Regions from separate parts of the Mus musculus genome. Here region 2 is linked to region 1. Evidence: chromatin contacts called from public HiChIP or PLAC-seq data. All regions are on one chromosome and are shown on one strand. Each heading gives the region's core, a stretch centred on a gene start, on an enhancer-like site or on the middle of the called end of the contact. The rest is flanking DNA. Distances are from core to core; before and after follow the strand shown. Region 1 has its middle 160 kb from the start of 4930568E12Rik. Region 2 overlaps Maml2 (mastermind like transcriptional coactivator 2).

Region 1 (5,429 bases), core at 1,596-4,095:
TAATATCCAATATATACAAAGAGCTCAATAAGCTGGACTCCAGAAATTCAAATAACCCCATCAAAAATTGGGATATAGAGCTAATGAAAGAATTCTCACCTGAGGAATACCGAATGGTAGAGAAGCACCTGAAAAAAATGTTCAACATCCTTAATCATCAGGGAAATGCAAATCAAAACAACACTGAGATTCCACCTTACACCAGTCAGAATGGCTAAGATCAAAAATTCAGGTGACAGCAGATGCTAGCAAGGATGTTAAAAAGAGGAACACTCCTCCATTGCTGGTGGGATTGCAAGCTTGTACAACCACTCTGGAAGTCAGTCTGGAGTTTCCACAGAAAATTGGACATAATACTACCCGAAGATCTGGCAATATCTCTCCTGGGCATATACCCAGAAGATGTTCCTACTGGTAATAAGGACACATGTTCATAGCAGCCTTGTTTATAATAGCCAGAAGCTGGAAAGAACCCAGATGTCCCTCAACAGAGGAATGGATACAGAAAATGTGATACATTTACACAATGAAGTACTCCTCAGCTATTAAAAACAATGAATTTATGAAATTCTTGGGCGAATGGATGTATTTATATCATCCTCAGTGAGGTAATCCAATCACAAAAGAAGTCACTTGATATATGCTCACTGATAAGTGGATATTAGCCCAGAAACTTAGAATACCCAAGATATAATTTGCAAAATAAAAGAAAATCAAGAAGAAGGAAAAACAATGTGTGGATACTTCATTCCTCCTTAGAATAGGGAACAAAATACCCATGGAAGGAGTTACAGAGACAAAGTTTGGAAGTAAGACAAAAGGATGGACTATCCTGAGACTACCCCACCTTGGGATCCATTCCGTAATCAGCCACCAAACCCAGACAATATTGTATATGTCAGCAAGATTTTGCTGAAAGGACCCTTATAATGCTGTCTCCTGTGAGTTTATGCCAGTCCCTTTTAAATATAGAAGTGGATACTCACAGTCAGATAGGATGGAACACAGATAGGATGGAACACAGGGCCCCCAATGGAGGAGCTAGAGAAAATAACCAAGGAGCTGAAGGGGTCTCCAACCCTATCGTGGAACAACAATATGAACTAACTAGTACCCCCAGAACTCGTGTCTCTAGCTATATATGTAGCAGAAGATGGCCTAGTTGGCCATCATTGGGAAGAGAGGCCCCTAGGTCTTGCAAACTTTATATGCCCCAGTACAGGGGAATGCCAAGGCCAAGAAGTGGGAGTGTGTGGGTAGGGGAGCAGGGCAGGGGGAGGGTATAGGGAACTTTCAGGATAGCATTTGAAATGTAAATAAAGAAAATATCTAATAAAAATGATAAAATTTTGTGGGCGAATCACAAATACACACACTTACTGTACAGTACAGGGGCTTAAAATAGTGACAATTCCAGTGAACACACTTCTCAAATACAAGGTTCTATGCTAATTGCCTCTCTAAAAGCTTTGGTTTTCTAAGTCACAATTGTGGTCCCTTTAGAATGAAGTTTCAGACCTCAAGATCACCCTTAGCCTGGAGCTCAGATCCCAAGGGTATTGGTTTAAAAATTTAGAGGGCAGTAGAGACAAAAGAGGAAGCAAAGATAAATTTTCCAGAATTCTTCTTTGTCTTTAGGGTATTTGAATCAAATGAGAAAGCCACAAACGGTCACACGATTTCTTTGAACGTAAATAACAATGTAGCTGGGTCATACCTTCAGCACTCCATCTGCCAGCTGCAGAGTGGGGGAGCAGAGTAGTTAAGCCCATCATTAATCATAGGGACAAGTGGCAGGTTCAAGCACCCTGTGATTCATGATAAGGAGAGAAGCATCTAAGTAATGTGATTTTTTTTTTTTTAACCTTTAAGTGAAAATAAGTAGAAGCATCTAGAGGGATGTTTGGAATCCTGTGCTAATGTCTAAGAGAGCATGGCCGGCCACCTGATTGAAGGATTTATCTAATTTATCAGGACAATTGCCTTTACACATACACGAACAAGGAGAGAGGGAGATGTAAAGGGGGAAAAGTATATGAATTCTTTAACTATTTTCTTTGCATAGCATTTCCTTTTATACAATCACCCCCTTTATGCTCAGAATGAAAGAGCTTGAATTAAACACTGAAAAGCCAAGAACTTGAGAGAAAGGGCTAGACTGGCAGGTGGGTGGTTCTCTGTTGTATCTTACTGTTACTGCTTCCTGCTTCCAAACAGCGTCTGCTCAGCTCACACTGCTAAGTGGCCATTGAGTACAAGACAAAGATTACATCTCAGTTTTTCCTAGATCAAGAATGGATGCAATTAATTTAAGTGTGTGAGAGCCATATTCTATTACTTTAAATTCTGTCCGATTAATGGAGAATATCTACTCTTATTGTGCAAGTACACAACATATACTGCATGTGTGTGTGTGTGTGTGTGTGTGTGTACAGGCACACAAACTCATTAGTACACATGTGGATACCAGAGGAGGCGTGTCTTTCTCTATGACCTTCCACATGATCTCTTGCTGAACCTGAAGCTGACTGTTTAGGCAGGCTTACTGGCCAGAGAGAACTCCTGGGATCCGACTATTTCTGCTCCCTCTGTACCCTTGGCTATGACATGCTTTTATATTGGTGCTGGAAATTTGAACTCAGTTCCTTTTCCTTCTGTGCCAAGTACAATTCCTCCACTGAGCCACATCCTCAGCATAGGCATAGGAGTATTATACAATAAGCCTCCTTTTCCCCCAATGAAAGGTGGTTTAATTACCTCAAAATGGCTACTGAAGGGACCAGACCAGCACCCTGCAGGGCCTCCACTCTGGACCCCAGACTAGGCACAGACCACACTCAAACACCAGTTTCCAAGCACAAAGAGATCCTTTATTAAGCAAAGCAAGGACACAATGTAGCTGAATCTGAATTGGGCAGAAAGCACAGCAAATAGCTTTGCAAGAGTTCATTTTAAGAGGGAAAAAAGGTTCGGAGTTGGTAAGTTCTGACTGGGTATTTTAATTAAAATAGCCAAATTGGGAGTTTTAGTTGCTGGACTTTGATGTTTGATAGTTGGACCTTGGTGATCAGCCCTAGGAATGAGACAGGCATAAGAAAGTGAACAAATAAGGGAATATCCCTTGTCTTTCTCAATTAAATTATAAGTAAAATGAGTATAAAGGGTCTGCTAAGTGTTCAATGTTCAGATGTATGCCTGTGCCTGTGCATTTATGTATGTGTGTCGGTCTTATTGATGTTAAGGTTTCTTGTTTGTTTGTTTGTTTTAATGAAACTCTAAAGGGGAGATTCTGGAGAAGGTCATCATCAGAGAAAGTAAGTGAGATGTTTTGGTATAGGAGGAAGAATTCTAAAGATAGAAGGGCTCATAATTGAGTAGTGTATGAATAGATTTTTAAATATATTCTTGTAATATATGTGTGTTGTATGTGTTTGTGGTGTGTTGTGTAAGTGTGTGTGAAGGAATTGATACGGTTTGTATATATATGTGTGGTGTGTGTGGTGTGTGTAGTGGAGGTGGGGTATATGTGGGGAGAAGGGCTACAAAAGAGTGTTGAATGCTCAGACCAGGAGTAATAGGCAGTTGTCAGCCCAACTGGATGCTATGAATTGAACTTGGTGCTTAGATAGTGCAGTGAGCACCCTTAACTCCTGAGACATCTTCCCAGTCCCTTGTGAATACACTCAGCTCTAAAAGAAACAATTGAGAAAGACAGACACATACAGAAAGAGAGAGAGAGAGAGAGAGAGAGAGAGAGAGAGAGAGAGAGAGCGAGAGAGAGAGAGAGAGAGAGAGACTGAGAGAGCAGAGGCCTGGGGAAAGCACGTCCATTTGAAGGAATAGGTTCCTTTTTTAAGTGTATGCTGGAAATGAAAGCAGCATAGTGAGCAGAGATGCTAAGGACCTTCAGCAAATCCCTCTGATTTTCAAGCTAATTAGGACCTACAATAGCTTCCTGGACAAGGAAAAATAAAATTAAAATAATTTAGGGAAAGGATAATAACTTTTTTAATTAGGACTGATTAGAGTGGAAAACTCACTGCCTGGCTAAGGTTTGATCCTACCACAGGATTAGAAAACAAAACTTGAACCTAAGGAATATTCTGGTAACAGATGGGGAACAGAAGTGTAAACAAGTTGTAAACAGAATTGTCCCAGGATTCCTAGTGCATAACAATAGAGAGCATAACCATAGAGAAAGACCCAAGGTATATATATTGCTAAGCTGCTTTGGAGTACAAATGCGCATTAATAGTTAATGCATTCCACAGTTCAATTCCAGTATTTTGTTAGGAGAAGACAACCTTCAGGCCAAAGTAAGTTCATAACATGACATTCACTTCCCCTATGCTCTTGAGGATTTGTCCTCACCCCCTCAAAAAAAATTGGTATACTAACCTGCAAAATGAAGTCACAATTCAGACACTTCTACTCCTTTGAAAACATTACCAGTAGGAGCTCAGTCTACTTACCCAATCATTCATTTCACAGAGCTACCAAAGAGCTGGAAGGCTCAAAGCGATTTAGTGCCATTTGAAAACCCAGAATGTGCAAGTTAAAAGAACCCTGTCACAAGGTTGGTACCTTAATCTCACTCACATCTGGTTCTGTAGCTGGAATTATCAAGAGGTGAATGAATCTCCACTCACTGATATCTTTATGTCTGTGAATACTGCATTTGCTACCAGCCCCACTCTTCATTGGTACATGTGGTCATTTTTTTCAATTATCAAGTGACCTATATTGATAAAATACTGTACAGCTTTTGATTATGCTCTCTATATGATAGATGCAAATCAACCCTTTGAGTAATAAATTGTATCTAGACATTTCTAAAGCAATAAGGTGGACAGAATCTTGTCTTAGGTGCAAGGATTTGAATAACTTGCTTCAGGTTTAATCTCTTTTCATCTATTACTGGATTCTAATAAGTAAAATAAGTATTTTTCCCTTAACTGAGAAAATAGGATAAAGATAGCTAAGGAAAATTGGTTTAGAGTGTCAAACTTCAGACAGAATCTAAATCTACCTAGATTTGGGCATATTCATCTCCCTCCATCTTCCTTGTTCTCACTTGCTCTCCATGTGACTTGATGACTTGACGATGCAGTCTCAGTGACAACTGAGTAGAGAATGCCATCAACCACCACCCTCCAAACTCCAAATGCTTAGAGCAGTAGCAGGAGTCCAATGCACAAGCTATGTCTTTTTCACCTAGAGAGAGATTCAAGCTGTTCTTTCTATCAATCCTATTGCATCATTGCTATTCAACAATCCCAATGTCTACACAATGCACAGAGAAAAATGGTATAGTCGAATCATTCTAAAGCTTACAGCTTAATAGCATCAGAAATATCTAAATAACAAACCATGTATGAATGAAGGAGAAAATTACTATTTTGTAGAACAGAAATGTTTTCCACAAAAGA
Region 2 (5,092 bases), core at 76-2,575, 750 kb after region 1:
ATTTTATATACAAGGAACTTTTTAGAAACAGCCCTAATTATCAAGTGTTATAAACACCATAAATATTCAGCAAATACTGAAAGAGCATGAAGATACAGCTACAAACCAAAGAACCTCTTCCCCTCTCGTTGCCCTAATGGATCTCACACACACACACACACACACACACACACACACACACTCACACACACACACTCACACACACACACACACACTCACACACACACTCACACTCTCACACACACACTCACACACACACTCACACACACACACTCACACACACACACACACACACTCACACACACACACACACACTCACACACACACTCACACACACACTCACACACACACACACACACACACACACACACACACACACACCACATACATAGGCTATTGTAATGCATATGCTTAAATGCTGTGCTGTAGGAATTGCTAGAAATGGCCGCAGAGAAGAACCTCCAAGGATCAGAAGGTTCAGAGGGAGTTGGAGGGAAAGCAAGTGGGAAGGGGGTGGGGAGGTTGTCATCCCAATCCAAAGATGTAGAACACTCAAGACACAGGTACACAAAGGACACACATACTGTCAAGGCATAGAGTATGGTCACGGATGGAGAAGCATGACATGGAGGCCAGAGAAGAAGCCTGCAAAATTACACCGTCTAAAAAGCAACTGCTTTTCAAAAAAAAGAAACACTGTGTTCAGATTTGTATCCAACTAAAGACAGAGGCTATTAGGTATGTCCAGCTCCAGTTTGAAAATATGGCAAATCATCTCCCAAAATGAGGTAAAATTTGACTTTGACCTGGTAAGACTACAGCATTCTGATAGAAATGGTGGAAGCCACAGTGTTAAGCAGAGGGCAGACCAAAGACCAAAGGAGGCAGCCCTGGTTTCTACTTACTGATTAGTTGCAGTTCGAACTAGTAACAATGTAGCAAGTACAGGAGTCTTTAAAGAATTGCATGTGGAAGTGAGCCCTTAAACTACAGGGTCTGAAATCTGTGTTCAAACCTGTTCCTCCCGCCTCCCTTTGATCTTTATAACCTGAATAGCCTAGAAACAAGGATGAAGAGGAGAGAGTGTCATTTCCAACTGACTTACTGGCAAGACTTTAATCATTCCCATCGATACTGCAAATTTGATCAGTTTTACACGATGGTGTTTTCGGGTTTTCTGCTTCCCTGATTAAAAGTGACACACACATTCTTGGGAGCCGGCGATGGTGCTGGCCTGACTCCCACTGGCTTCCCTGTTGAGTCTCCCTGGACAGGTGCAAGGGGCAGTGGTGGGTTGAATGAGAACGGAGCTGCACTTTCTGTGGTCCTTACAAAGCATCCCACTTCTCTTTGTCTGGATGCCTTTGAGGGCGCCTATGCTTTTTAGCATATCCAGGAAGAAGCAGCCTTTGACGCCCCTTTACATTAGCATATGCTTTGTAGTCATTCAAGGCCTTGGCAAGGCCGGACAGGCACCGTATAGAGGCGTTTTCTCATAAAAGTTCGTTAGTCTCTCTCTACCATTCTCTCACCAGTGAAGCAAAAAAAAAAGTGAGACCAGTTGCAGTTCCTCTAGTGATCATCATCATTACAAACACGCATTATAAACCTACTGTGTGCCAGGCGCCATGCTGAGGTTTTACAGAACAAAAGGATTCATCCTTCTACAGGACTCTGAAAGAGATCCTAGAGCCTCCTAAATCTTACACTTTTATGACTGAGGACAAGACGAAACCACTGTAGCAAGAGACACTGGGCTATGATGAAAAGCTCTTGTCATTTGGCACAGAGGTGATTTCAGTAGTAGGTGTGAGTTTAGACGGGAGCCTCACTGTAGCTTCTGTTCAGTGTTGGCATCCGAACCTCTCTGGCCTTGTAGCATGGCAAGTCTGTGCTGTATACATAGGTATGGTAAAACATAGAGTTTTAAGGTTTCCAGAGGTGTATATGTTAAAGCTTTCAGCAGATTAGCTCATCAGTTGGAGAAGAAAAGGCCAATTGCTTATGATACATTAAGTCAATCTGGATTTGAAATCTAGTGTGTGATTGGGAATCAAGGAACTAATTGTACGCGCATGCACTTACACACACACACACACAACTGCTTCTTAGAAAAGGGATTTCATAAGATCCCGTTCTTGGCTTAAACATCGAAACTTTCACGTTACACACATGTTAACAACAGGGTTGCTTGCTCATAGCCATACTGGGTTGGTGGAGGGCACCAGGTTCTTCCTTAAACAGTTAGGGTTTAGACAAAACCACTCCACACTGACCACTTTTTCCCTTAATTTGTAAAACTGTGTTTAAAAGAAATGTAATCCATATGTTTCTGATTCATTTACACTTAGCTCATCGAAATTATGTTTTATATGAATTACTTGGTGTTCAAAAACACTCTATGAGTCTTTTAAGTTTCTTTTTTTCTTAGAAACAAGAAATAAAATTGGTTTGCTGTTATTTTAAGGCCCTTCCCTGCCCCCTCCGAGCACACACACTCCACTAAGAATTCAGAGCTGAGTGGAAGCTGTGAGTTTGGGTGGTGCAGATGCAGTACTGGCTCTGGCTGATGGCCTGCCTCATCTGTCTGTTACAGGTTTCTCTGTATTTATTGACTTTCCTCTAATTTCAGTCTTATGTCTCTACCTACGCCAATTATTCTTATCTTTAGAAACGGATATTGCTTTATAGTGTATACAGAACTGCACTGAAGCAATTCCAAAAAGTTCCCAAATGCACAGTAAGGAAGAAAAGAAGCAAGCATTTCTGTCCTAAGCTGATAGCAAGCGCACAGCTGAGCCATCTTGTTTCCTATATAACATAAAGCCTCAATGCACACCAACCTCAGACAGACGGGCTTATTCTGATATCATGATAAACTAAGACCAAATAGGCCACTTCATGATATTTTCTAAAAGCAAACAAGGTAAATATGTGACCTCCAAGCCCTAGATGATGTCCTCTCCTGCTAATGGGCATGGCCACTTCTCCCATCAATCTAGAAAAAGAATCCACTTACCAAGGTCACCCACGCCCAAGTCTTATGATAGGGTCGTTTTCACAGCCCTCCTGAGACAGCTGAGGCTCCTCACTGCCCCCTTGCTGCTGTGAATAATGAGAGCACTGGGGGTCAGTGACCTGAAGGTGGACAAGGTGTTGGCTATGGCAAACGGATGTCCAAATTCACTTATTAGGAAAAATCTAAAGATAGCTGGTTCTGGGACATTCTGTGCTTTTCCAACAGGACATTGAGAAGGTCTTTTATTGAGTGGCATGAAAGATTCTGAGTTCCCAACTCTGGAATTTGTTGTATCTGTAGTATTTCTGTGTGACCCTGGGCAAGTTACTTAGCCTAATGAAACTGGCCATGTCCTCTTTTAAATGATAATAGTCACCATTACCTTCAAACATTTGCTAAGGGAAGGTAGAAGAGAAGTCCTGTGCCTATGGTGCCTGAAAGGTTAGCAAGTCTCTTGAAACCTCTTCCGTGGAGAGTTGGTGGGGCTGCCAGACCAAGTTACTGACAGCTCAGGTGCTCTCTGTTGTATCTGGCTGGCCAACTATTTTCCATAGTCAACAGACAAGAAAGCTCATCAGACACACTACAACACAGAACAAACCCACAGACATTTGTTATCATTGAATCTAATTAGCAAATGACGGAAAGGAGCATGCTCAGTAGACACAAAGCAGGCGGAAGTGTATGGAGGAGCAGAAAGGACAGCTCCATACAGGAAGTGATTCAGACCGAAAGTCCTGCCTCTGAGTTTACACTACCACTTAACCCGAAACCCGCACAGTGAAGTCTCCCAGCTCCTCCAACCGAGTCCTCATTACATAGGCTGTGCTTGCTTCAAGCTTGTGGTCTTCCTGCCGCTACTCCCGAGCTCGCGGATTTCGGGTATACACCGCTGTGCTTACAAAAAGTCATTCTTATACTTGTACCTTTTTGACTATCATGCAGATTGTTTTTAGTGTAAAAGTGTTCATCCAATTCAATATGTTTTCATTTGTGTTTTCAAGGAGAAACTTTCCCCTCAGGATCAGATGAACAGACATCTGACAAGGCCGCCCCCAGACTACAAAGACCAAAGAAGAAATACGGGCACCCTGCAGCCAGCTGCTCAGTATTCGGGTAAGAGTTCTTTGAAACAAATATAAATCATAATTGTGAAAAAGCAAAGCGATTCTCTTTCCCCTATTTTCTTTCTCCATCTTGGAGAATAAATCTGCCCTAAACCTTTCTCTAGCTCCCATTTAGCTTTCATAGCCAAACATCTAGAACTCAGGGTTGTGGCTTACACCTGTATTCGCAGCACTCTCGAGGCAGGAGGAGCACTGTGAATTCAAGGCCAGCCTGAGCTACATAGTAAGTTCCACGCTAGCCCAAATTATATTATGAGATTCTTTCTTTACCCCATTGACCTCAGAGAGCTCCACGTTTAGTCCTTTCATGAGTTCTCGTGCTTGCTCGGTGATTAATACCTTCACTGCTTGTGAGAACCTTAAAAACGTGAATATTTTCTAACTGCCTTGTTCATCCAATGTTGACTTTGACCCAGACAGTACAAGGTTAAGAAGAAACATCTCCCTTTTAGAACATGTGCTGGCAACTTTCACAAGGTCTTTCCTCATTCCGCCTTTGAGCCCATCTCCCCAAGTATTCTCCTCCAAAGACAGTACACCCTGACAACCAGGAATTATTAAAAAGCAGAACATGTTTTTAATGAAGCCTCCCTTAACCAAAGGTGAATTCTGCTTAAGTCACAAAACCACAGTTTTTAATCACTCTCTTTCTCATAATGAAATGGGTGGAAAGGAGCTGCGGTAACTGAATCTCCAGGCTGGGAGCATAGGGTCTCCCCAGTGTTGTCAGAGTACAGGCTTTTGTCTTTCTGCTGCCTTAGCAAGTGGCTCCTGTCCTAAGGGCTGCCTTGTAGCCACCACAGCAGTCACCTCCATATCCATTTTCCAGGCAGGGAGAGGAAGGGGGAGCAGGAGGAGCCATGCCCCCTTGTAAAGCACTCTGCTGGGGCCTCTGCCCACTTTTATCTCTGGCCAGTGGTGTTCCTGTGGATTTTCCATCAGCAAG

What was found. HiChIP or PLAC-seq counts read pairs in DNA pulled down with a chosen protein or histone mark.
Region 2: an H3K27ac HiChIP or PLAC-seq map of embryonic stem cells shows a contact between it and region 1, with 2.5 times the contacts expected there. The contact joins two enhancer-like sites. A contact is called at or near these places in 1 of 115 datasets of contacts at active chromatin or transcription factors (embryonic stem cells) and 1 of 9 other capture datasets (embryonic stem cells).

What each region holds. Positions count from the first base shown.
Region 1 is chr9:12,943,471-12,948,899 of GRCm38.p6, forward strand. No RefSeq gene overlaps it. Among named protein-coding and RNA genes, the nearest start is that of 4930568E12Rik, 160 kb to the right of the region's middle. Within about 2 kb of position 2,846, at least 9 of the 459 cell types and tissues checked have an H3K27ac peak or open chromatin away from gene starts, as enhancers often do. A contact at or near this core is called in embryonic stem cells, where this site is marked.
Region 2 is chr9:13,698,221-13,703,312 of GRCm38.p6, forward strand. It overlaps Maml2 (mastermind like transcriptional coactivator 2), which reads left to right. Exons shown (of 5, transcript NM_001013813.3): 4 at 4,024-4,135. Among named protein-coding and RNA genes, the nearest start is that of Mtmr2, 48 kb to the right of the region's middle. RefSeq lists an enhancer at 1-2,540. Within about 2 kb of position 1,326, at least 42 of the 459 cell types and tissues checked have an H3K27ac peak or open chromatin away from gene starts, as enhancers often do. A contact at or near this core is called in embryonic stem cells, where this site is marked.